5 separate regions of the Mus musculus genome follow, and regions 1, 3, 4 and 5 are each linked to region 2. The links are chromatin contacts, called in public promoter capture Hi-C maps. All regions are on one chromosome and are shown on one strand. Each heading gives the region's core, a stretch centred on a gene start, on an enhancer-like site or on the middle of the called end of the contact. The rest is flanking DNA. Distances are from core to core; before and after follow the strand shown. Region 1 holds the start of Spa17 (sperm autoantigenic protein 17). Region 2 holds the start of Scn3b (sodium channel, voltage-gated, type III, beta). Region 3 holds the start of Robo3 (roundabout guidance receptor 3). Region 4 holds the start of Robo4 (roundabout guidance receptor 4). Region 5 holds the start of Nrgn (neurogranin).

Region 1 (4,414 bases), core at 864-3,363, 2.7 Mb before region 2:
TTCTTTTTTTCTTTTTTGTATGTGTGTATGTTTTCATGCTCCCGTGTGTGTGTGTGTGTGTGTGTGTGTATGTGTGTGTGTGTGTGTGTGTGTGTAGTGCTAGATATGTGTTTGCACGTACATGGTGGTCACAGGCTGAAGACATGTATATTCCTCAATCTTAAGTTTTACCATAATGAAATGCTTAGTTTATTTTAAAATTCCTATTTTTTTTTTTAAAAGAGCTTACTCTCTCTTTTCTCTAGAAGGTTCTCAAAATACGCTGCGGCAAAAGCTGGTATATTGTCCGGTTGCTCCCTCAGAATCTCCCGTGTCAGCCCTTCAAGAAGATTTCCAAATCCTTGTGGAATTCGGTAGTGGGTGTTGGAGAAAGGAATCGACATCTCCTCGGAAAGAATTGCCTATATGGTACCTAAAGATTCAGTAAAAAGTGCCTAATTTAAATTATATAATCACAAGTTTCACAAACCAACTCACTATCACGACTCAAATCATTTCTCAAACACACATACCATATTTTGGACTTTAAAAAGAAAAAAGTCACACAATCTAGGTCCTGGTGCTCTCTCTATCTCAGTAGATCTGAATCAAATCCACGCACATCCTATTGTGGCCGAAGTGAACTGACTCTCACAAAATGTTCTCTGACTTCCATAGGCTGACGACATCATGGAGGCCGTGCCCATACACATGCACATACTAAATAAATGAACACCAAATTCACCCCACCACGTCTATCCTTTTCTCCTAGAGTTTTGAATTCTACCACTGAACTATTTTGTTTGTTTTCTGAGACAGAGTCTCTCAACATAGCTCTGGCTGTTCTGTAACTATGTAGACCAGGCTGCCCTCTAACTCAGAGATCTACCTGCCTCTGTCTCCCAAGTGCGGCGATTAGAGCCAGCCTGGTGGATAAACACTATGCTTTGTGAATTATAGTATCATAAATCCAGATCCATTAAATTAGACAAATACATATTTTCAAAGTTAGAGAACCACAGTTTTCACTAGATTAAGTACTTTGTTTTTCTGTCCTTAAGAGGTGAGGGTAGATGTTGCAAGCCCACAGTATTGAAGAGACAATGATTGCTGAGAAGCTGGTATAAACAATCCCCTTTACATTGCTGAGAAGAAACTATTTCAAGTGCAGTACTTGGGAGGCAAGGGTAGGTGGGTCTTTGTGAGTTCAAGGTCAGCCTTGTCTACAGGGTGAGTTTCCGGACAGCCAGGGGCTAAACAGAGAAACCCTGCCTCAAAAACCCAAAAATCAAACAAATAGCAAGCAAGCAAACAAAAATCTAGTCGTTCTAGAAATTATTATAATTTGTTGAATAGTTTCACTTGTTTTTCAGCCCCAACTTTTGAAGCATGTTCTCAAGTGCCTCTGCTTTCTGATGAGGGATTGTGAAAGGGGAGGTCGTGTATTTGGGAGTCAGCTTTTGATGTTTGGGGAATCTTATTTTCTGGTTTTCTCAGGCCTTCTTTTATCTTATTATTCGAGGACTGGCTTAAAGGTGGCTGACATAGGATTTGATTATTGAGAAAAGAGAGCTTCGGGTCTGGGCGTGTGCTCCCTCTGCCTCCCCCAAGAAGCACAAAGGCGGCGCTGGTTGGGGTCGAGGCTGGAGGACTAGAGGTTTAACAAGGCCTAACCTGTGGAGTCTCTTCCCTTTCTCTCTTTTGGCCACAAACAGCAGATTAGATATCGAATCTTGAGAGCTGTGTAAAGCCCTGAACCGGGCGGGGGAGGACAGGCTGTCGAGGGGAAGCAGGTCAAACCGTGGGCGGGACGCCAAAGACCTAGCGTTCCAGATTCTCCGAGAAAGGGCTTGCCAGGCTCTCTGTCTGGTCCAGGAGTTGCGGGAGTATTGGAGATGCGGAGAGACTACGGCACGAAGGAAAATGGCGAAGCCTCCACATTGGAGAGGGAGTGGGGGAAACTGCCTCACCTCTTCTTTCTCTTCAAGCTGGTGCGGATGGTTCCAGTGTTTTATCTCGTTGCTGGGTAACCGTTTTTTTTTTTCTTTTTTCTTTTTTCTTTTTTTTTTAACTACGGAGGCCGGGAGGGGAGCGCCCTGCGCCGCGCCGCGCCGCGCCGCTGATGGTTTCGCGTACTGAAGGCTTGAGGGTGGGGCCCGATAGGTAGACCCTCCCAGGCCCCGCCCACTACGCAAGACCACGCCTCTGCCCTGTCCCCGCCCCCGCATAGGGGCTCTTCCTGAATTCGGCGGGTTAATCAGGATCTTCACAAACATGGTTTCCCCGGGGCCTGTGTTTGGGATAGTGCTGCTCATAATCGCGCGAGTCAGCAGAAGTGCAGGTGAGGTGTCACAGCTGTGCCGGACCCTTGCCTTTCAGATCTTCTGCAGGATCATGGCATGCGTCCCCTTTAAAGGTCTGGTTTGAGTCAGAACTGGACTTTTCGCACCTAGTTCTGGCTCAAGGTACTGTTGGGCCCATCTACTGCCTTTTTCATGCAGGGTACCTCATTTGCAGCATAGGAGGCAGGGAGAGACTTCGGTTTACCCATTGGAATAGGCTCCAGAGTCCCCAGACCGAAGCCTTGAGGAGAGCTCAAAGAGAAGGGGGCGAAGCTTAGTTAGATAATATTTGGAAACAGGTGTCTGAGTCATCCAAAATACTTCAACACCTGCCCCCTCAGTAGTGCCCTTGGGGAGGGCTTCTGTCGGGATGGGTGCCTTGAGGGAATTAAATTTTACTAGTTTCTAAGTGGTTATTAGGGCTAAGAAATACAACCCCCTCACTAGCTCAGAATAATTTAAGGTTCAGCTCTGAATTTTGATACAGCCTAAGAGATACTAGTGGAGGGGTAAGACTCATCACACTGGAGAGGGAGCTATTTCACACTGGCCATTGTGCAGGTCAGAGCTTGTCATCTGACTAACCTGAGCTGGACATTGCCCTCTGCATGGAGATATCAAAAGATAGGAATCTATTCACTTAAAGTAAAAGGTTACTGCTGGAGCCACCCACCCTTCTTTTCTTTGTATCACTGAAAGAGTGGACCTCATCCATAGACTGTCAATAAATGAAATTTGGGGGGGGGGATGAGAATATAGCTCAGTGATAAAGCTCTTGGCTGGAGTGCTAGGAATTTGTGGTCCCATTACCATTATCCTCACAGCAAAAATGAAATTGCAATTCCTTTGGAATTAGATGACGTTGATTCTCATTCTGTCATAAACTACCTTCTGAGGCCTGTCAAGGACATTACTGTCTTCTTTCTTAAGAACTCTGCTACACGAGTAAGCTCCTAGTAGATTGTAAGATCCTTGGCAGCAAGAATTTTTATCTACTATTGGAATTATTTTTCCTTCCAGGGTTGCAGTCTCAATGTGTAAAGTACTAGGTATCATTAAAGAGATATTCATTGAATTCATAGCTGTTCTAATTATTCTTTAAAATTGCTTAATCTATTTGTGCTCTAGTCCCTTGATGGGTAATGTGGTTAGGTTATATCTCTTCATCGGTAGTAACACAATTAACACGTTTATTATAAAGATAATTTCCACCTCTAAATTTTTTTTTTCTCACCATAAATCCATTCACAAAGAGCTTCTATAACTGAATGTTGGCAAACACAGAAGGGCTTGGGAAGGCATTCCCCATCCTATGGACTGCAACATTGTTGCCCATGTAAGGAATATTTTCTTCACTCTGTTCTTCCAACTCAAGTCTTCTCTTTGCTTAGCTCTTATTTATGCGTTTACTTTTCAGCTTTTGTTCTGTATCTACCCAAGACAGGGCCCTCCCACACATATGCCTCCCGGTTTCCCCAGCAGGCTGCCATCCTGCTTATGCAATTCTGGGATGTTGTGGTTCCAGAGTATTTTGCTCATGGTACATGCTTCTTGAGGTTGTTAAGCTTTCCGGATAATCCTTGATTGCCATGTAGGCTTCCTGATCGAACTAGCTCCGGAGTGAGAAAGAAAACTGAGGATTTTTAGGGTTAGCCTGTAACTTAAAAAGCAGTATTAATAGGCCACCAAGCTTGTGAGGGGACCCCCATTAGCTCGACTGCCCTGTTAAGTATAGCCTAAGGGGCCTGCCATCTTTTGTAGCTTTCAGCAAGGAAAATGTCAGCTTTGTTAATTCTAATTCTCTTCCCTGTCTATCACTTTTATTAAAAACAAAAAACCAAAAACCAACCAAACCAAAACAAACCAAAAAGCCCTTAATTTTGTAAAATATTTTCTTTGTAGGATTTTTAAAAACTCTCCCCTGCTGAGACAAATTGGGATGATTTTATGATTTTCCTACTTAAATTTCTATGAGCTCACTGGGATCATTTGGATCAATGCTTGTTATTTAAAAAGTTCTCCGATATAGGCTATGAGTTAAAAATAGAAAAGATCTCGTTAAAGTGAATTCTTATTCAGTCTTGTTAGTGATT
Region 2 (4,832 bases), core at 1,125-3,624:
TTCTCCCATTGATGCCCGACAAGGCCATCCTCTGCACATATAAGGAGCTGGTGAAATGGTTTGTGAGAACTTGAAGCAGATACACTTTCCAAAACCTCAGAACTTACCAAGGGAACATTTCAAATTCTGCTAATAAATCCTCAGAACGGGGCTGGTGAGGTGATGGGTTTTGGAGCAAGGGTTCTTGCACCAAGCTTAATGACTTGAGTTCTATATACAGGACTGACATGGTCAACTACACACATTGTCTTCTGACCTCCATACACATTCTGGAACACACTCCTCTGCCCACACACACACAGACACACAGACACACAGACAAACACACACACACATAAATACACAAAACAAATTATAATCATACTTTAATCGTGATGTATTGGTTCTGTGATATAAATCTAATTACTCTCACCTGCCTTTGATTGTAATTTTTTAATGTATCATGCTGTATATGCGTTAGTAGGAAAACATGTTTGGCCTCTATGACTTCTGAAAAAAAATCCATTTAAGCTTGAGTGAGGCCTCGAGAGCATGACAGTAGTCCTGCTCTGTGTTTTGCTTTTATCTGTTTGCTTGCTAAAAACTGTGTATAGATTAAGTGATTTTTTTTATGCCAAATTTAAGCAGAAAGTTATATTTCATGACTGAATTGAAATTGAACAGAACTATTGACAGAGTGTGCTGCCTGGAACGAATCATACCCAACAGTAAGCTCAAAGTTTCATGATACAGCTTTCCAGATTCTATGCACACATACAAAATGACTGCAGCAAGTCAGGTAAACTGAACAAACAAACAAACAAACTTCCGATTTTAACCGAACGCAAGCCCATTGTGAAGGACATGCGGTGTTTGAATATATTTTTCCTCTTGAGCAATTTTCTTCTGATTCCATCAGATTTGTTCTGCTCAGACCACACAAAAAGGACTAGCTCCTATTCATAATGTCAGAGAATCATGTTGATGAGTGAAAAAAGTAGCCAGGGTAGTCAGAGATTGGGGTTGGCTAGAAACTATTGTACACTGGAGAAGTTTAGTTCCAAACAAAAAGTTCTTGCGATGGGTCATGGAGGAAATGACTTCTTTATTGAGGAAAATGTATCAAGAACGATTAATGCAGCTTGGGGAGGAATGGGTATAGAAGTCAAATGAGTACAAAGAACTTCCTTACGCGTCAGAAGGGGGGGGCGGGGGGCGGTTAAGCTGTGAAGAGCCAGCTGTCACACAAGAGAGTTCCAGCACACTCGTCAGGAAAGCGCCTCACTGATTCCTGAGTTGTGAAAGATGTTGCAGATTTTGAGAACCTCAAAGGCTGATCCTCAACACAAGATGGCGTTTTACGACCCCGTGGCTCTCGGCCCGGGAAGAAACCTGACTGAGGACCTTCTGTGACTGTGTATGTGACATTTAGCAGGGAGCATTTCCTGTGTATAGTTCATTTACCGTCAGCTGTTACTCCGCATTCCCTTTAGGAATATCACTGTTATGCCCCCCCCCCCGACCCCCACCCCTTTTTGGCTAGAGAACAGGAGAAAAGGGCCTGGGCAGGAGCCAGACTTTTGTACCAGTCTTTCACCATTAAGCCTTCCCTTCGATTCCAGGCATGCCTAATCCGTTAAGTCAATTCGAGTTTATAACTGAGTGTAAAGGTTCAGGTTTCCCTTCCAGAAATAGGGCGGGGATGCTCAGCAGCTGCTAGGACTCGGAGCGTCTAAGAGTTGGAAACCGTCTCAACATCACATCGTCTATCTGCCTACAAATGGTTGGGGAAGGTGGGGCACCTCAGATAACTTGGGAAACGAGAAATCATCCTTCCTTATCCCTACCCTAAAGCTTATCCGAAGCTCGCATTTGGAACTAGACTGAGCACTGAGGTAGGGACAGGTGTGCCACACCCTACCCTATTTGCTACAAGCAGAAATTGCCTTGCTGTGTCCCTTGTGTGGGAACCCATTAATCAAGGCAATTCAAAGGCTGGGGAGGCAAGAAGGGGGGGGGGGATAAAGTAGAGGGCGAAGAGAAGCCAGCCAGGAGCTAGCTGGTACTGTAACTATTATAGATGACATCATTGCTTCAAAGAGATGTGTCCCTCCATTCCCCAGAGCTGTGGGCAAGTGTATTTGGGAGGCAGCAGGAGTGGGGTTGCCTGGAGGGGGTGGGTAAATAGGTGGAAGCTATGTGTGTGTCCATAACTCAGAGAGAAACCCAGACAGTAGAAAACCGAGGTGACAGCCAGCTAGCCAGACAAGAAGCCACCGCGGTCGGAGGGTGTTTGCGCTCCTCCCCCTCTTCTCAACGCGCCAGCCCTGGGAGGGGCACGTGGGTTTAGGGGTGGGGAATATGTGTCCAAGGGGGAGGGTCCATAGCGACCAAAGCGGCAGAGAGCTGCCTGCGCATGTCAAGGCTAGCAACACATTCAGCTAGGGGGTGGCCCTGGAGAGGGGCGGCTTGATCACCCAATCGCCCAGCATCGGGGCTTCGCAGGATCCAGAGACGCGCCCCGCGGAAGGGGGTCCCCCCCTCTACCCAGCCTCCACCTCTGAGATCGCCAGTCCCACCGAAGCTCCCGCCTCTTTCCACGCCTGGTGGACCTCATGGGAGCCCGGGGCTGCTGTGTACAAGACTGAAGTGGAACACATTCTGTAGCCCAGACGACGGCTGGAGTGGGGACACGCCCAGCTGGAGAAGCCTGCCCCGCCGTAGAAGCCCGAGATTCTGAGTCTCGGTGGATCGAAGTCGCTGTCCCTAGGGGAGGCGAGAGGTGAATCAACACTGACTCCTTCCACAGGCCAGCATCCCCGCGCCGGCTGCGAGACTCCCTTCCCAGTCCACTTTGCTTTGGTTGCAAACGCAAGCAGAGGAGAGGGTTGGAATTCCAAGAGTGGGGTGGGCGGGAAGGCTACTGTCCGTGGTGCTGAGCCAAGCCCCGAGGCTCGCTTTAGCGAGGTGGCTTCAGCTGACACCTACACTGGGCTCCAGATCCCGCAGACCCCCTAGGAAGGGGACTTGACCTTTTTCTTCCTCCTCCCACTCAGAAGGTCCGCTCCCTTAGGGGCAGTTAATCCCTGAAGGTTTCCTCGAAAGAATCAGAGGGCTCAGTCCTTGACAGAGATCCTCTCTGTTCAGTTCCAGAAACCACTTACGAGAAAAGATGCCTGCCTTCAACAGATTGCTTCCCCTAGCTTCTCTAGTGCTCATCTACTGGGGTAAGTACAGCACCCTGCCTTGCAATGTGCTAATACCACGCATCGTGCTAACAATAACAACACTTAAGTGATGTCGATGGTGACAAAAAGGAGCTCTGGTTTCTCTCTGTGCATTTTTGCCAGACATGGAGATCCACACGCGCTCCCAGAGACCTGGGTTTGGAGGTTTGCAAAGGCACCTCCCTGCTCCCTGTGCCTTGATTTTTTTTTCCCTCCTAACCATCTTTAATGCTTCTCTGATTCCCGTCTTTCCTAATTTTTATTTTTTCTCCTCCCTTCCCCCTTTGCTGAAAAGGAATGTATCCGTTTATTATTTCAAAATCTTGCTTGCATTTTTTACATTTGCATCGCTCAGTGAAGAGTCAGTCAGTCCTGAAAATCTCAATGATTTGGTGTATGTGTGTGTGGGGGGGGGGGGCACACTCATTTCTCTCTATGGTTTAAAAAAAAGCACAAAACCTGGATGCATGAATTTTGAGAGAGAGAAACTATAGCTTGTCCATCTGTTAAATTTTAACTAAGAATGGATGGGATAGCAGTTCCAGCCATTTGCTGCTGTGCACTGATAGACAGATGAGAAATGCATTTAGTTTGCAGGAACTGAAGGGCTTTGATATTTGGTAAGCTGGTTTTGTTGTTCTTGGGTTTGTTTCTGGATCTTTGTTTTTTTTGTTTTTTGTTTTTTTCTTGGTTGTCAGTTGTAAGAGACTCAGATGACATTGCCCCTCCAAATAAGGGACTTGTGACAATAATGCTGGGCTAAACAGCTTCAAGCATAGCTCACAATTGGATACCTGAATGTGTGCTAAGGGAATTGAACATCTAAGTGCTAATATGTGAGTGTGTGACACACACAGTGTTTTACAGTATGTTAATGTATGTCTCTGTTTATAAGTGTGTGCCCAGGCATGCATCTGAGCATGTCAGTATGAGTATCTGAATGGACTAGTGAGACTTAACAGTGTGTGTGTGTGTGTGTGTGTGTGTGTGTGTGTGTGTGTGTGTGTGCTTCTAACAGTTTTGCTTTCATGTCTTTGACTCTGCCCTTGGTTCAAGTATAGGTGCTCTTCAGTTGATAAGTCAGTTTGTATGGGTTTAGCTTACCTTCCTCTAAATTCAAATCAACAAAACCATAATGGATTGTACCCACCTCCCTTACATAAAGTAGGCTCGTGGGATTATGTTCCTGTGATGGGCTTGGCTCGCACTCTGCCTGTGCAGTGGCAGGCATGCCTCCTTGCCTGAATATCACTTTGTCAAGCCTTGGATACTAACTGTAGCTGAATGTATTATTTAGATTTTGCACGTGACCAGAAGAGGAAGGAACCAAGTTTCCTGTTGAACAAAATGCCTAGTGAAACAAGAACAGGAAAGAAAAGGAAGAGAATGATGCCAACCCCAAGGGCAGACTCACCACAACCCATTCCCTGTAGCCTACAGGAGACTTGGAGATGAAGCTGACATAGGGGCTGCCAAGGAGCTCATTTGTCTTGAAGATCAAGGTTGATATTTGCTCCAGGGAAAAGCTAGGCCGGTTGGGCTTAAGGAAGGTTAGTGTGGCAGGATAGGAGAAGGTGTGGCTGAGGCTCACGTTGTAGAGAAGGGTCTGCCGTCATCTTTCCAAAC
Region 3 (4,690 bases), core at 1,310-3,809, 2.8 Mb before region 2:
GTTTGGGACCCAGGTGTCATCCTCACCCACAAATGTTCCCATGCCTCCATGTATCCTCATTCTCGCCTATGCAGAAGAGTTAAATACTGAGCTCTCAGTCAGACCTATTCGCTTCTGCCAGTAGGCGGCGCTGAAGCCTTGCACAATCTGGTGTCCTTAAATAACCAGTGACTCTTGGGCGCATCTGTTCTGCGGCTCTCTCTCGCCCCCACCCCGCCTACCCTGTTCCAATATCCTCAGAGACCTCTTGGTTCTAGGCCCAGTGGGGGATTAGGTTTCGTTTCTTGCCCTTCCTTTTAAGAGTTCTGGTATAGAGAATGCTGGGGCGTGGCGGGTGCAGGCTCCACCCTGGTCGTTGATTTGATTGCTCAGTGTAAAATCAGTTTCTCTCCCACGTATGGAAGAGAATAAACTTCTCAGTCTTTTCCCTTCCAGATAGATGGAAGGATGTCTGCTGCTCAAGCATCTCTTTCCTCCGTCCCATCCCAATCCTGTTTTGGAAACACTCCACTGAGAGAGGCCCCTGGAATGGTTAGAGCCCAGGTTTTGGCTTCGAAATGCTCTGAGCTAGAATCTCAGATTTGACACTTCCCAGAGTTAGTAAGCTGGACATCTTATTTAACTGCAGCCCGTTGGTGGCCCATGCCTGTAAGCCCACTGCTCTGGGTGTGGAGGCGTCTAAGTTACATAGTTAGGCTAGGTCTCAAAAAACAAAAAGGTTCAGGTCTCTAAATTTCACTTCCTTATCTGCAATGTGGGAGTTCAAAACCCCCAAAAAGATGCAAGGCACAACAGTAGCTATGACAAGTTTACCATTACTTAATATCCTTTCTTCTCCAGCACTTTAATGTGGTTCCTACAGTCTCTACCTGAATGAGACTTTAGGCTCTAGTATTTCTAAACCCATCCCATCTCCACTTCAAAAACCTCTCATATGTGATAAAAATACACTTTAAGTTCCCTGCTGCCAAGATCTTGCTCTATGCTTTTGTGGTCACTGCCCTATTCTTTATCCTCCATAGCTGTTTTTTTGTTTTGTTTTCCCTAGTGGCAGTGTGTAGTGACCAACAACCATCGTCCCTCCCTGACTTTTCAAGCTTAAATGAAAAGATAGATGTCTGGTATAAAGCTCTAGGTGAGTAAAAAATCCGAGAAAATAACTGCTTGGTCTCTTGGGACTCCTCAAAGGTGGCAAGACTGGAGAATCTCAGCCCTCTTCAAACTCCTTCCACACAACACCCTTCTGATCCACGCTTTCCCTCTAATTCCTGCAGACACAGCCGAGGGCTCTCTTTCCCTGGAATTTCTTCCCTGTCATTCCTGGTCTCCAGAGATGCTTCGACAGCAGCCTAATGAATAGCTAATGGCCATGCAAATAGGGCTCTGGGGCTCCTCCCTTGCACCTGAGTACGGGGGGGGGGGGGAGAGAGAGAGAGAACGAGAGAGAGAGAGAGAGAGAGAGAGAGAGAGAGAGAGAGAGAGAGAGAGAGAGAATCCTTTCATCTTTTAGAGACTGCAAAGGTGGACCATGTCCAGAGTCCGGGGCCCTAGCCTAAGTTGGGCAGAGGCTTCCAGAGGGAGAGTTCCTGACGTAGCCAGCAGGGAGCGCGATCAGGCCTCTCTCCAGACTGCCTGCAGCGCTCAGGGGGGGCAGCGCTGTCTCAAGTTATTTATTAATCACTGTAATTAGCAGTAACGACCTCGCCATCGCTCTGCCAGGCTGGGTCAGCTGTGAGTCTCACTGGGGATACAAACTTAATACTAAGTTTCCTTGAGAAGATTGCTGACTTTGACCCTCCGCGTAAAAACACCTACAAAGTTGGGGGCTTTCCCACCCTTGCTCTGAGTGAGGTTTTTGAAAACTTTAGGTCCTGGAAGTGGCATCTGCTACTTGGGTGGATCACCTAGTGCCCGGTTTAGCCTTGGCCGACTGGCGACATCGTGCCCTGGTCTAACCTTCCTTCTTAGCTTGGAACTTGCCCTTTACATTTCTCCCACCTGGGGTGGGTGTGGTAGGTGGATAGTAGGAGAGATGAGGAGAAAGGGGCTCAGCAGCCCTCCACCACAGGCAAATACACCAACTCAGACGCTCCTTTGGGACCCCACTTCCCAGGAGGGCCCTGACAGGCGCCCCTGGGTCCTGGAAAAGGAGACCTTCCGTCTTCCCTTCCAAGCAGCCCTCTCATCCCGATCTCCAAATCTAAGGTCCCCATCGAACAGTCTCACCATTGAGAGAGGGATCTCCAGGAGGAAGCAGACTAGGGTTGAGCGCTGCCAGCGAGGAGTTGAAGCCGAAGAGTAGCTCGCTGGAGTTGGAGATGTCCCTGGCCAGGGAGTCCGCGAACAAGTTCATCTGTAGTAGTGTTTTAAGCAGGTAGCGCAGCATAGCGCAGCCCGCCTGGGTCTTGGGCAGGGGCCTCGGAGCCCAGCCCTTGGGTCTGGGACCCGCGGGCCGGGAGCCGTAAGCCCCTCCACAGCCTTTGCGCGCTGCGGCAGCCACGATGCCGCTGTCCTGCAGGCGTGCCTGGGTACCGGCCGTGCCTCTGCGCGGGCTGTCCTCCTTCGCTGGTTCTTCTCTCCACCCCCCCCCCCCCCAGTGCCAGAATCCCCTGGGAGCTGGGCGGGCGGAAAGCAGGTGCCACTCGGATCACGCCGTAATTAAGGGCTTAATCCGCCTTCCTCCATATCCCCACCTCCACCAGGATGGCCACTAACAGGGCCGCGCGCAAGTTAGAGTCCCCGCCCCACACTCCTCTCATCAAATGTTGCTCTGAACCTGGCGGGAGAGTCTCTCTCTCTCTCTCTCTCTCTCTCTCTCTCTCTCTCTCTCTCTCTCTCTCTCTCTCTCTCTCTCTCCCCCAAGACGCGGACTGAGCCTCTGTCAGACTCAGCCCTTCTTTCTAAAATTATAGCAGGAATTATTTCCTTTCTCGGACGTCAGGGAAACTGAGGCATTGGGAGAGCAGACACTGTTGAGCTCTCAATGTCCCAGCTTCCAGTGCCTTTCAAATTCTGGGTCCTGGAAACGTGAGCGCAGGGTGCTAGGATACCTGGGAGTGGGGGTGGAGGGGAAGAAGAGAATTCCACCGCTGGATCACCTCTCGCCCCACGTGCGCGTCCGATTCCTCCTAATCCTGTGGCTTGCCACTAGGAACCCACAGGGATACAGAGATCCAACTTGACCTGGAGTCCTGCTCCAGATGCGCCCCCCCCCCCGCCCCGTCAGGAAATCCTGCCGGGTGCTCAGAACTGAGTAAAATTGGAGGAGACCCCGAGAATCCAGGCAGCACGCACCTATTAGCATAGTGCATTGCTCCACTATGACGTGTTTTAGGAAGTTGTTTGACAGTTTTGAAGAGACCAAAAGTCTAGAACAAAGGAAGCAAAGTGTCACAGACCGGGTGAATGCCAAATTGTGTGAAACTGCTGGAACCAGATAACAGCTGTTTATCCTCCCGGTCGGGGTGAGGTGGGGTGGGGTGTGCAACAGGAAAACCAAAGCCCCGGTTCTGTCTCGAATAGGGGTTATTTTAGCCTTGGAGATGTTGCAGCCAACCATCTTTGCTTTTGCCCCTCTCCTGCACACACTTTCTCTAGACTGGAAATGATGTTGAATGTGGAGCAAGAGACCGTGGCTTTCCCATCCTGTAGGTTCTGTGGACAAGTAAGTGTTTGGATTGCTCTTAGGCTATGTAATCGTGCAGCGGCTGCTTCTGATATGTAAGGGGACACCTGCACAGGAAGACAGCTCAGAGCGCTATATGCTACTCAATTCCAGGGTGGAAGATGAAGCTGTGGCAGATTCCAAACCAAAAGCAGGTCAAGAGTAGAGGAACATGGCCCCACCAACCAGTTTGTCTCTACAATCCAGTGTCCTGCCCACGGAATTCTGGGGGCATTTAGTGCTTCGGAGTCCTCGGTCCAGGACCAGAGAGCTCAAGGTGGGATGAACTAAATGGTGAGGGCTGATGGGGCTCAACAATCCCACGGGACTTAGAGCCCTGGGAGCTGACACATCTGTGGGTGCTGAACTGGGTCCCTGGTGCATCCACCGAAGACAAAACCTGGGCAGATCTTGAGAATGGGGTAGGCTAGGGCACTAAAGAGATAGAAGTTTTTTACATCAGACCCTCATCCAGGGGCTTGCTGTAGTGCTAGACCACTTTCAGCCGGAGAGGTAAGGAAGGGGTGTGTGTGCTGAATTTGCCAATCAGAAGACATCACCATTTGAGACCAATCCCTTCAGAGTTAAGGATGAAGAGGACTAGTTCATCTGGTCTGATCCTCAGAATCTTAAGGACCGTTTGCTTGGCCTTCTGCTGGTCGGTCTTGCGGGTTCCATCACATTAGAAGGCCAAGCAAGGCAGAAACTTAACTTCATGGCCCTGCTTTGGAGCTGGAAAGGCTGGAAACCCCCTAACCATGCAGATTTTGCCCTATGCTAATCCCTTGATTTGCTCCCGGCCGGCCTCTGGGCAAACACACCCCCGCCTGGCGTCTAGGGGCTTGTCACCCTGTTAGCGGATTTGTTTCTGGAGACCGCACAGTTAATTGGCCCTTTATGTGGGGATCAGGGAGTATTTGCTCTGGGTTCCCTAAGCGGAGGCGGCAGCGCAGCCCGTGGGCACCGCTTCCTCCTAATCCCTGTCGTCTGGGTTTGGATGCTGAACAAATGGAGGAAAGCCATTTT
Region 4 (4,658 bases), core at 1,844-4,343, 2.9 Mb before region 2:
TGGCAAATCTCAGGGTTAACAATACCAAGGACATTTAAGGGTCAATTAATACATATGGGTTTTAAAAAAACAAAACAAAACAAAACTTAAATGCCCATGAGTCATGTGGTGGGCTCTTCCTTAGCCTGTGGAAATAAGACAGTCGGAGTGCTGGAAATGAATGTGTATCCCCGAGTTTGCCTGCATGCATTTGGAGTTTCCATGTCCTGCAGGAATGATTCACAGTGTTCCCTCTGATCATCTCCATAGCCCTCAGGATGTTTCATAGGTGAAGAAATGACCTCAGAGGGGTTACACAACTTATTTCAGGTCACTTGTTCAGAAGAATAGACACTTATCTGCATCTGGCTTCAAATACCACCTAAGTTTGCCTTTTGACCCTGATAGCTTGGAGAGGAATCCTCAGCTGCATAAAACATGCTACAGGAATCCAGAGAAGCAAGGATCCTGACTTAAAGAGAAATTTGCTCTGAAGGACCACCCAGAAGGGTACCTGGTTCTTTTCCTCTCTTCTCTCTCTTGCAAACAGCCAAAAATAAACTACTCACAAAATACTAGAACCAGGGGTGCAGAAAGGTACAATTTAAACGGCCACGGGGCTTGCATGTCACCAGACCCCTAAAGTAGAAAACTTCCCCGAAATAGAAACAGACAGGAGGTGGCTCCCATGCACCCACACCCCCCCCCCCATGACTCATGTGGTAGGCTCTTCCTTAGCCTGTGGAAATGAGACAATCGTAGTACTGGAAATGAATGTGTATCCCTGAGTTTGCCTGGATGCATTTGGAGGCTTCATGTCCTGTAGCAATGGTTCACAGTCGATGTTCCTCCTTCTGGTCGGCTTCAGTTCTCAGCAGGTGGCTCTTCAGAATATTGAACTTTAAGTATGGGACAGGACATGTAGTCACAGGTACTCTCCCATTGCCATGGACTCTGGGTTCCAGTCCTATGTTACACCACCCCCTACTCCCTGCCTGTCTGCTCTGCTGCTCTTTCTACTCAGCTGAGCAAGAAGCTGGGGGGATGAATCTGGGCTCCTTTGAGACCGACAAGTGTTTTCTTTTGAGGAAAATATATACCATCTTTCTGGATCATAGAAACTGAATAAAATCAAGTTGGTGTTGGAACACTAGCTGAGAACTTGCTGAATTCTCATAAGTAGAAGCAAAAGAGACTGAAAAGGGACTGTTGTCAGCAATAGCATTCTTGTGGAACTTGGCCATTCTTGGACCCTGTGTACCTGGGAAATCCCAGGTTCATTGAAACTGCCTGCCCACCCTTTCCTGTCTCGTCTTTGGCTGACTTCAGCCATATAAATGTCCCTTTCACCCATCTGACATCATACACCCTCCACACAGAAGAAGGCACAGACTTGGCTAACAACACCCTTCGTGCTTCCATTTTTGCTTTGCTTTATTTTTTTTTGTTGTTGTTGTTTTTGTTTTGTTTTGGTTCGTTTTGTTTTGTTTGAGACAGGGTCCAGCCTGGACTAGACCAAATTCATGATCCTCTGTATGCTAGGATTTCAGCCATGTGCCACCAAGTGCTTCCATTCCTAAAATCCCAAAGTCTAGCCTGACACCAATTTCCACCCTTCTTTTTATAGTCACTCTATTCACTTCTATTCTGTAGCCCACAGACTCACTCAGTTTGTAAAGACTGTAGTGTTTTTAAGGTTTTTTTTTTTCCCCCATTAATCCTGTCTTAATCAGTCTTAGTTTGTCTCAGGAGACAGAAAGAGATGAAGCACAGAAGTCCAGTGGTTAGGGCTGATGCTGTTCCTGAAACCCAACAGGGAGGGGGAGGAAGGGAGAAGGGTCAGCTGTGTTAGGGGCCTCCAGACAAGCTGGCCAGAACAATGAAGAACAAAGCCTGCACGCTTTTCCGCTGAAGCTCAGAGCCTGGCCTTGGCCTTCTGTGAACAGCTCTAGGAAATGGCTGAGATTCCAGATTTGGAAGGAAGAGACTGGTAAACAGGAGCTGGGCTCTGAGGAGAAGGCAGTCTCTCTGGGTTTCAGGGAGGAGCCAATACAGTCAGCTTAGTTGTTGTGTAGGTTGTGTGCTATGTAGCCATAGAAGACAGGTGTCAGACCAGGCCAGCCTTGGAAGGCTTCATTACGACCATCTTCCCCAATCCTAGAACCCATCCCACTGATGATGCTTCAGAGAGTTTCAGTGGTGGGATGTGCACAAAAACACAGGTGATACCCCTGTGTCCATACCTAGTCTATCTCATGCCTAATCTCATTCCAGTTTTACTCTGGATCTGAAGGTGGTGTCTATTATTAATATCCCCATTTTACAGGTATGAAAACTGGCTTTGAGGATGAAGGAATCTGCCCAAGAGCCCACAGACATCATTTCCAAATCTTTTGATGAAAATGCGTACATAGTCCATGGGTTTTCTTTTTCTTTTCTTCTTTTCTTTTTTGAGACAGGGTTTCTCTGTGTAGCCCTGGCTGTCCTGGACCTCACTCTGTAGACCAGGCTGGCCTTGAACTCAGAAATCCGCCTGCCTCTGCCTCCCAAGTGCTGGGATTAAAGGCGTGTGCCACCACTGCCCAGCTAGTCCATGGGTTTTCAAAGCTTAAGGTTCTGAGTCATTCCTACTTTCTAGCCTCCCAAGACTCAGTCTACCTGCTCCTGGGGATTGGACCAGAGATAGACACTTGCTACCTCCTGACCCCCATGTGCCCCTTGCTTTCTTGGCCTGTAAGCCCTTTGGACTCTATCTTCAGCTCCTTACTCCTATGTCTGAGGCTCAACCTCTGGTCTTCCTCCTCCTCTATTAGGTGGCTGGCTAATGGGAAAAAGCCGATAGAGACCAAGATTAAACATATGCTTTGAACAGAGCTGTGGAGTTGGCAGATTGTATGGGTACAATTGGGATCAGTGTGAGGATTTCATTTAAGAAACCCTAACTCAGACATGAAGTAAACCCTTAGCCTGCAGTTAGCATCCCGGGGATTACAGCTGAAGTGTAGAGGTCAGAGAGTTTCTCACCTCTGGTCCCCTCCCAGTTCTCTAAGGCATGAGGGCCAGGCAGGAAGCATCCGTTTCCTCAAAGCTGCTTCCCTACTGGGACAGAGTCTCAGTCACAAACAACTACCACCACCCCACCCCTCCCTTTCTTCCCTTACTGCTGTGAGCTCAGAACAACCGGACAAAAGTGTATGGGACAAGGAGAGGAGCCGAGAGCAGCCATGGGCTCTGGAGGAACGGGCCTCCTGGGGACGGAGTGGCCTCTGCCTCTGCTGCTGCTTTTCATCATGGGTGAGTAGGGCCCTCCCTCTCCTAACCCACGCTCCTGGATTCATGGCAGGATCCACGGTCTGGATCCAAAGCCAGCAGGACAAAGGAGCATCTCTGTTGTCTGGTGCCTTTCTTCTAGTTAGCAGTGAAGTATCAGAGACAAAGATGGGGGTTGAGAGAGAGAGAGAGAGAGAGAGAGAGAGAGAGAGAGAGAGAGAGAGAGAGAGAGTGTGTGTGTGTGTGTGTGTGCGTGCAACAGAGAAAGAGCTATGCAGATCTTGACCTATGGACTCAGACCTTCTCCCCTCCTAGTTAGCTTCTTATTTGGAAATAAATGTTCAGTAAGATAAGCCTACACAAGACTACAGATTCCTACACAAGACATAGAAGGGGTGCAGTACAGGAGTCTCTCTTTCCCTCTTAGGAGGTGAGGCTCTGGATTCTCCACCCCAGATCCTAGTTCACCCCCAGGACCAGCTACTTCAGGGCTCTGGCCCAGCCAAGATGAGGTGCAGATCATCCGGCCAACCACCTCCCACTATCCGCTGGCTGCTGAATGGGCAGCCCCTCAGCATGGCCACCCCAGACCTACATTACCTTTTGCCGGATGGGACCCTCCTGTTACATCGGCCCTCTGTCCAGGGACGGCCACAAGATGACCAGAACATCCTCTCAGCAATCCTGGGTGTCTACACATGTGAGGCCAGCAACCGGCTGGGCACAGCAGTGAGCCGGGGTGCTAGGCTGTCTGTGGCTGGTGAGGCTTGGGAGGGTAGGCCCAGGGGGAAGCAGAGTTAGGCTGAGATGCTTGTGTCCAGGGAAATACGAGAGTCTGTCTGTGAAGGGAGGCAGGGACTGAGGGTCTTGGGATGGAGAACTAGGTTAAACTAGAGATAGAGGGGCAAGGAAGTGGTAGAGCAGAATTGGGTAAGCATGTTCGGATAAGCCATCCATGTTAGGATGTTAGAAGGACTCAGGGTGGGTAGACGTGCTTCCTGCTGATTTGCTGACTTCCCAATAGTCCTCCAGGAGGACTTCCAGATCCAACCTCGGGACACAGTGGCCGTGGTGGGAGAGAGCTTGGTTCTTGAGTGTGGTCCTCCCTGGGGCTACCCAAAACCCTCGGTCTCATGGTGGAAAGACGGGAAACCCCTGGTCCTCCAGCCAGGGAGGCGCACAGTGAGTGAACCCCAATCCTGGGAACTCCTTTGCCCATACATCATCCTGTCCTGGGCACATTGAGCAACTGACCCACCCTCCAACCTCTAAGCTTCTCAAATTGAAGACTTCATGGAGTATCTGAACCTGACAGGTATCTGGGGATTCCCTGATGGTGTCAAGAGCAGAGAAGAATGACTCGGGGACCTATATGTGTATGGCCACCAACAATGCTGGGCAACGGGAGA
Region 5 (4,541 bases), core at 1,688-4,187, 2.7 Mb before region 2:
GCTGTCCCTTATATATCAGGCCCTGTGCCGAGTACCTGGGACATTTTATGCCATGTAATCTCCATTTTAGAAGTCAAGAAACAACCTCAGAGACATTTTATAGCTCCCCCAGGTTGCATAGCAAAACAACAGTGAAATGGTCCTCTTCAGAATTTGTACTTTTACCCCCTGCCTCAGGGCGGGTGGTTACTTCGATACTGTTAGCTGGTACACAGTCAACGAGACTACAAAGGAGAAAGGAGTGGGCTATCAAAACAGATTTCTTTTTCTTTTCCTATTAGACGAAGGCAGGAAAGTCATGTACATTTGCGATGTCAATCAGACACTGGAACATCGAATAATAGCTCCTTTAAAAACATCCCCTTGAAAAAGAACACTGATGTTTTCTTCTTCCTCATTTCTCTCTAAGCTTGCTTACCAAGGGGGAAAAGAACAAGTAAGGCACGGCTAGATTCTTCCCAAACATCAGGTAGGATGGTCATGGAAGAGAACTCCAGAGCAAAAAGATGAGGAAGGCATACTGTTCTCTTTACAGCGCAGGGATGCCTGGTAGCAGCCCTGCCCTCTTCCAGTCCTCCGCCCTTTTTTGCCCCCTCTTTTCCTTCTTTCTGCCTCCTTCCAACTCCACAGAATGAGACTGATGCTGAATATTATCTGGCCCTTTGGTCCAGTGGACTTGGGACATAAAAAAACAGAGACTGTGTCAGGGCCCAGTGCAGGAGGTGCCCCTGGACCCTGGACATTCAATACCTCTGGCAGTCCCTCTTCCTCTAGGGGACACTGATTTCAAACACATTAACCACACCCTCAGCCATTATCTATCAGTATTAGTTATCTGTGGTGTAGCTATCTACTTGCCATGCACCAATGGCTTCCTGGGTATTTTTATAAGCACTAACCAGGAGAGACAAGGTTGGAGGCCTGAGCCCCACATCTCACCCTCTTCATCCTTCTCAGGCTTCCTAGAGTCTTCACCCATTCATGTCTTCCCTGCTGGCACATCTCCCGATTCCTTTCCCCATCCTTCTTGGCTTCTCAGCCTTTTCTTTCTTGCCTAGCAGTTACCCTCCTCCCCTGTTGACTCATATCTCATAATCTGCCATCTATCTATTTATTTTTTATTTTTTTACTTAATGGAACATTGCTGGGGATGAGGGGCTCTTCCTCAATTGAGACTGAAGACCCACACCTTTCCTTTCCCAGCCAAAAAGTGATTCTTGGGCTCAGTGTGTAGCTCAGAAGCAGAGTACATATTTAGCAGGCATAAAGTCCAGAAGTCAATCCCCAGCACCAAAAATAAGTAAGTAAATAAGCAAATAAGCAAACAAACTGTTCCCTGGAGAATAGCAAACCGCTTCCTTGGAAGAAGCCCTGGATAGTGTTCTTCAAAGGGCGGAACTGTATGTGATTGGCATGCTTGTATATGTATATGTATATGTATATGTATATGTATATGTATATGTATATGTATATGTATATGTATATATTTTTTCTGATCTATACATTTACTGCTATGAGCATTTACAGTAATGAAAATCAGTATGCTTCAAAGAGGGATTGGAGGGCAATCTTTTGAGAGGACAGGGCTCCACACTTGTCAAAGGTGCCTACTTGGGGAAAAAAAATCACATTTCTAAGCCCCATTTGTACAACTGTAAAAGACCTACCTACCTGGGGTGATCAGGCACTCTGGCAGCTGTTATTTATTTAACAAGAGTTAAAATGTCAGCAATGGCTTGCCCCTAAGTTCTCACTGCGTCTTGGACACTGGGCATTGGGAAGTGTCACCTCTCAAAGATATGGGCTATTCCTCCCTTCCAAACTTATTTATTTTGCACATTGTGGGAGAAAGGTGGGGTTCCTGCTGTCGTTAAGTAACCTCTGGAGTCTTTAGCCAGAGTGACAGAAAGAAAACACTAGGAATTTGGAGTCGTCTCTTTCCTTAGATCGGAGGCTAAGAATAAGCAAACACGTTTTATATAGGTATGGGTCACTCAACTCCTTTAGCCAGCTAGGAGCCAGGACCAGTGCTGGATGCCTTCATACAAGAGCCCTTAACAAGATCTGCTTTGGCGTTAGGCACTTGCAGCATCCAGTTTCCGTGTAGGCGCTGATAGACACTTCCTCCCCTTGCCCACAGGGCCCTCTCACGGTCACTCACCCAGCACCTTCCAAAGGAGAAGGTTTTGGGGGCTGAACCAGCTCCACCCCAGAACCACACTGACTAGGTTCTTTCCTGCCCATCACCACCAAGACCAGGGTGGATTCTCCCCGACTTCGCCACATAAGGGCTTAGACGATCATCTGAGGGTCGTGAAGATCTTGCCACAGTCCGCGACAGCAGCAGTGGGATAGGAAATCGTTTGGGGGCCAAAAAATACCAAGGGAAAGGACTAGCACACCAGCAACTTTCCTGTGTCTCCGTGGGGGAAGTTCCACCTCTCGTCTAAGCAGCAGCTTTCCTGCATGAAAGCTCTGCTCAGATCCAGATACAACCTAGATTGTCTGGCCCATGGGCGCTCAGACGCCCCCGCGAGCTGGGGAGCATTTTCCCCAGGGCTTGGCTCAGATCAGGCAGGCGCCTTCCATCATCCAATACAATATTTCAGCACCATTCTTTCCCACATTGTTCCTAGGTCTTCCGCACCCACTTCCATCCCTCACTCACCCCCCAGGGGTTCTCGTGTGCCCCTTGCCCCAGAACACGCTGAGTTCAAGTATGGACTTACCGTGCAGCAGTCCATTGCCGGTGTTGAGGGTCCTTGGCTGGGGTGGAGCCTGGCGCAGAGCGGGGGTGGGTTTGTACGATGCTGGGTGGCAGCTCAGGGGCTGTCGGGCACTCCCCGACCAGCGCAGAATCCTTGCAGAACCAGCCTCTCTCCTCTTGGGTCCGGTCTCCCGCGCTCCGCAACTCTTGCGAATGTAACCTGAGCCCTGCGGCCTCGAAGCCAATCAGAAGACACTTTCTGCAGGGTGGGCGGGGAGAACTGGAGCGAGGACCACTCCTTCTCTCGACTCTCTCCGCCTCGCTCGCTTTGGTGCTCCAACCTCTCCACCTACACACTTCCATCCATTCCTCCTACACACCCCATCTCCCAAATTCACCCCCCCCCCCGCTTTCTAAGTCGCAGACTGCCAGGCAGATGTACGTCGGAGTAAGCACAAGGCCTCCAACATCCAGGGCACAAATACACATCTGGGTGCAGCACGCCCTACCGCCCATAGATAGAAAACCACGAACCTCACCCACCTCCCTGTTCTAGAGTCCCAAACATTACTCCCTCTATTTCCCCTCTCTGCAGAGATGCCCTCCTCACTCTAGTTACAGAGAAACCTGATGGTAGACAGCCTACATGATGGGCACATAGTGACATAGACGCTCCAAGCCTCATGCATCCATACATACTCCCAGGCGGGGTGGTGTGGTGTATCTTCCCACATACAGACACTGCAGACACAATAGGCAAAAACAACTCCACAGGGCCGTGTCCACACACCCTGTGAAGCACAGGTAAACGGTAGACCTCCTGTTAGTTAGCACATAGACAAAAATACCTGCATTCTCACTGCTGGCAATGTCTGCACTAAGTGTTTTCTTTTTAAAATTTTTAGCAAGAACACTGTATTGTCACACGTTGATTCTACGTATTAATTGATTCCATTGTGACCTACTTGTGCCCTTTAAACCATGTTCACCTGGTTACCCTCTTTTGCCCCTTCCCACTCCTGATAACCCCTACTCTTTCCACAAGTATCCCTTTTATTGCCATGTCTTTTTTTTTGGAATGGGGGGGTGTCGAGAAGGAACCCATTGAATTTTGTTAGTGTTGTTTATAGGAGCACGGGCAAGGGCTTCTTTACAGCATTGTAGGCACTGTACTAGTGACTGCACCCCTAAAGTAAATGTCTCTCCCTACCTCACCAACTATTAATTGTGTATAAATCTTCAGGGTGGGGTGGTACCTCATAAGCCCCTCCTCTTTCCATGATAGAGTGTTAATGGGCCCACTCTTGTGGAGATCTTGTGCAGGTGATCCAGCTGTTGTTAACTCAATAGCCAAGTCATGACTGGAAATCATCATTCCATACCTCACCCCCCTTCTTCTGGTTCTTAAATTCTTCCTACCCCTTCTTCCATGATGTTTCCTGAGCCTTGGAAGTATTGGTATATATGTGTCCTCTCTATGACTTGGCATCCAATAGCCTCTAATTCTCAGTATTTTGACTAGTTCTAAGTGTCTTCCATCATCACCGACCAAGTATCTATTTTGTATCTCTCCATGACCTGTGATCTATCTGTCTACTTATCCATCTATCTATCCTTCCATCCATCTGCACCAAATAAAATCACGTACACCCAGCACCCACTTTGAATGTATTTATATCCTGGTACAGACTTAGCACACCCACCCATCCCACTCCTCACACTAGACTTCCTAACCTTTTGATTCACCGCTTCAAAATAAGACAAAAGTTAGCCACCCTCACACTTGCTCTTTGGAAGAAAAAGGATGCTGTCAAACCAAGCAGTGTTGCGGTTA

What was found. Promoter capture Hi-C pulls out the DNA fragments that hold promoters and counts their contacts.
Region 1: a contact with region 2 is called in a promoter capture Hi-C map of hippocampal neurons, with 7 times the contacts expected there. The contact joins the promoter of Spa17 here to the promoter of Scn3b in region 2. A contact is called at or near these places in 2 of 39 promoter capture datasets (cranial neural crest and hippocampal neurons).
Region 3: a contact with region 2 is called in a promoter capture Hi-C map of hippocampal neurons, with 12 times the contacts expected there. The contact joins the promoter of Robo3 here to the promoter of Scn3b in region 2. A contact is called at or near these places in 2 of 39 promoter capture datasets (cranial neural crest and hippocampal neurons).
Region 4: a promoter capture Hi-C map of hippocampal neurons shows a contact between it and region 2, with 9 times the contacts expected there. The contact joins the promoter of Robo4 here to the promoter of Scn3b in region 2. A contact is called at or near these places in 2 of 39 promoter capture datasets (hippocampal neurons and stem cell-derived epiblast-like cells).
Region 5: a promoter capture Hi-C map of hippocampal neurons shows a contact between it and region 2, with 8 times the contacts expected there. The contact joins the promoter of Nrgn here to the promoter of Scn3b in region 2. A contact is called at or near these places in 2 of 39 promoter capture datasets (hippocampal neurons and stem cell-derived epiblast-like cells).

What each region holds. Positions count from the first base shown.
Region 1 is chr9:37,611,607-37,616,020 of GRCm38.p6, forward strand. Spa17 (sperm autoantigenic protein 17) reads right to left here and starts at 2,114. Exons shown (of 5, transcript NM_011449.2): 1 at 1,950-2,114; 2 at 230-412. The coding sequence starts at 383. It overlaps Siae (sialic acid acetylesterase), which reads left to right and starts at 2,215. Exons shown (of 10, transcript NM_011734.4): 1 at 2,215-2,320. The coding sequence starts at 2,254.
Region 2 is chr9:40,266,842-40,271,673 of GRCm38.p6, forward strand. Scn3b (sodium channel, voltage-gated, type III, beta) reads left to right here and starts at 2,375. Exons shown (of 7, transcript NM_001083917.1): 1 at 2,375-2,761; 2 at 3,127-3,206. The coding sequence starts at 3,152.
Region 3 is chr9:37,430,616-37,435,305 of GRCm38.p6, forward strand. It overlaps Robo3 (roundabout guidance receptor 3), which reads right to left and starts at 2,560. Exons shown (of 28, transcript NM_001164767.1): 1 at 2,227-2,560. The coding sequence starts at 2,386.
Region 4 is chr9:37,398,879-37,403,536 of GRCm38.p6, forward strand. It overlaps Robo4 (roundabout guidance receptor 4), which reads left to right and starts at 3,094. Exons shown (of 18, transcript NM_001309390.2): 1 at 3,094-3,273; 2 at 3,677-4,009; 3 at 4,274-4,431; 4 at 4,565-4,658. The coding sequence starts at 3,204.
Region 5 is chr9:37,549,808-37,554,348 of GRCm38.p6, forward strand. Nrgn (neurogranin) reads right to left here and starts at 2,938. Exons shown (of 4, transcript NM_022029.2): 1 at 2,730-2,938. The coding sequence starts at 2,744.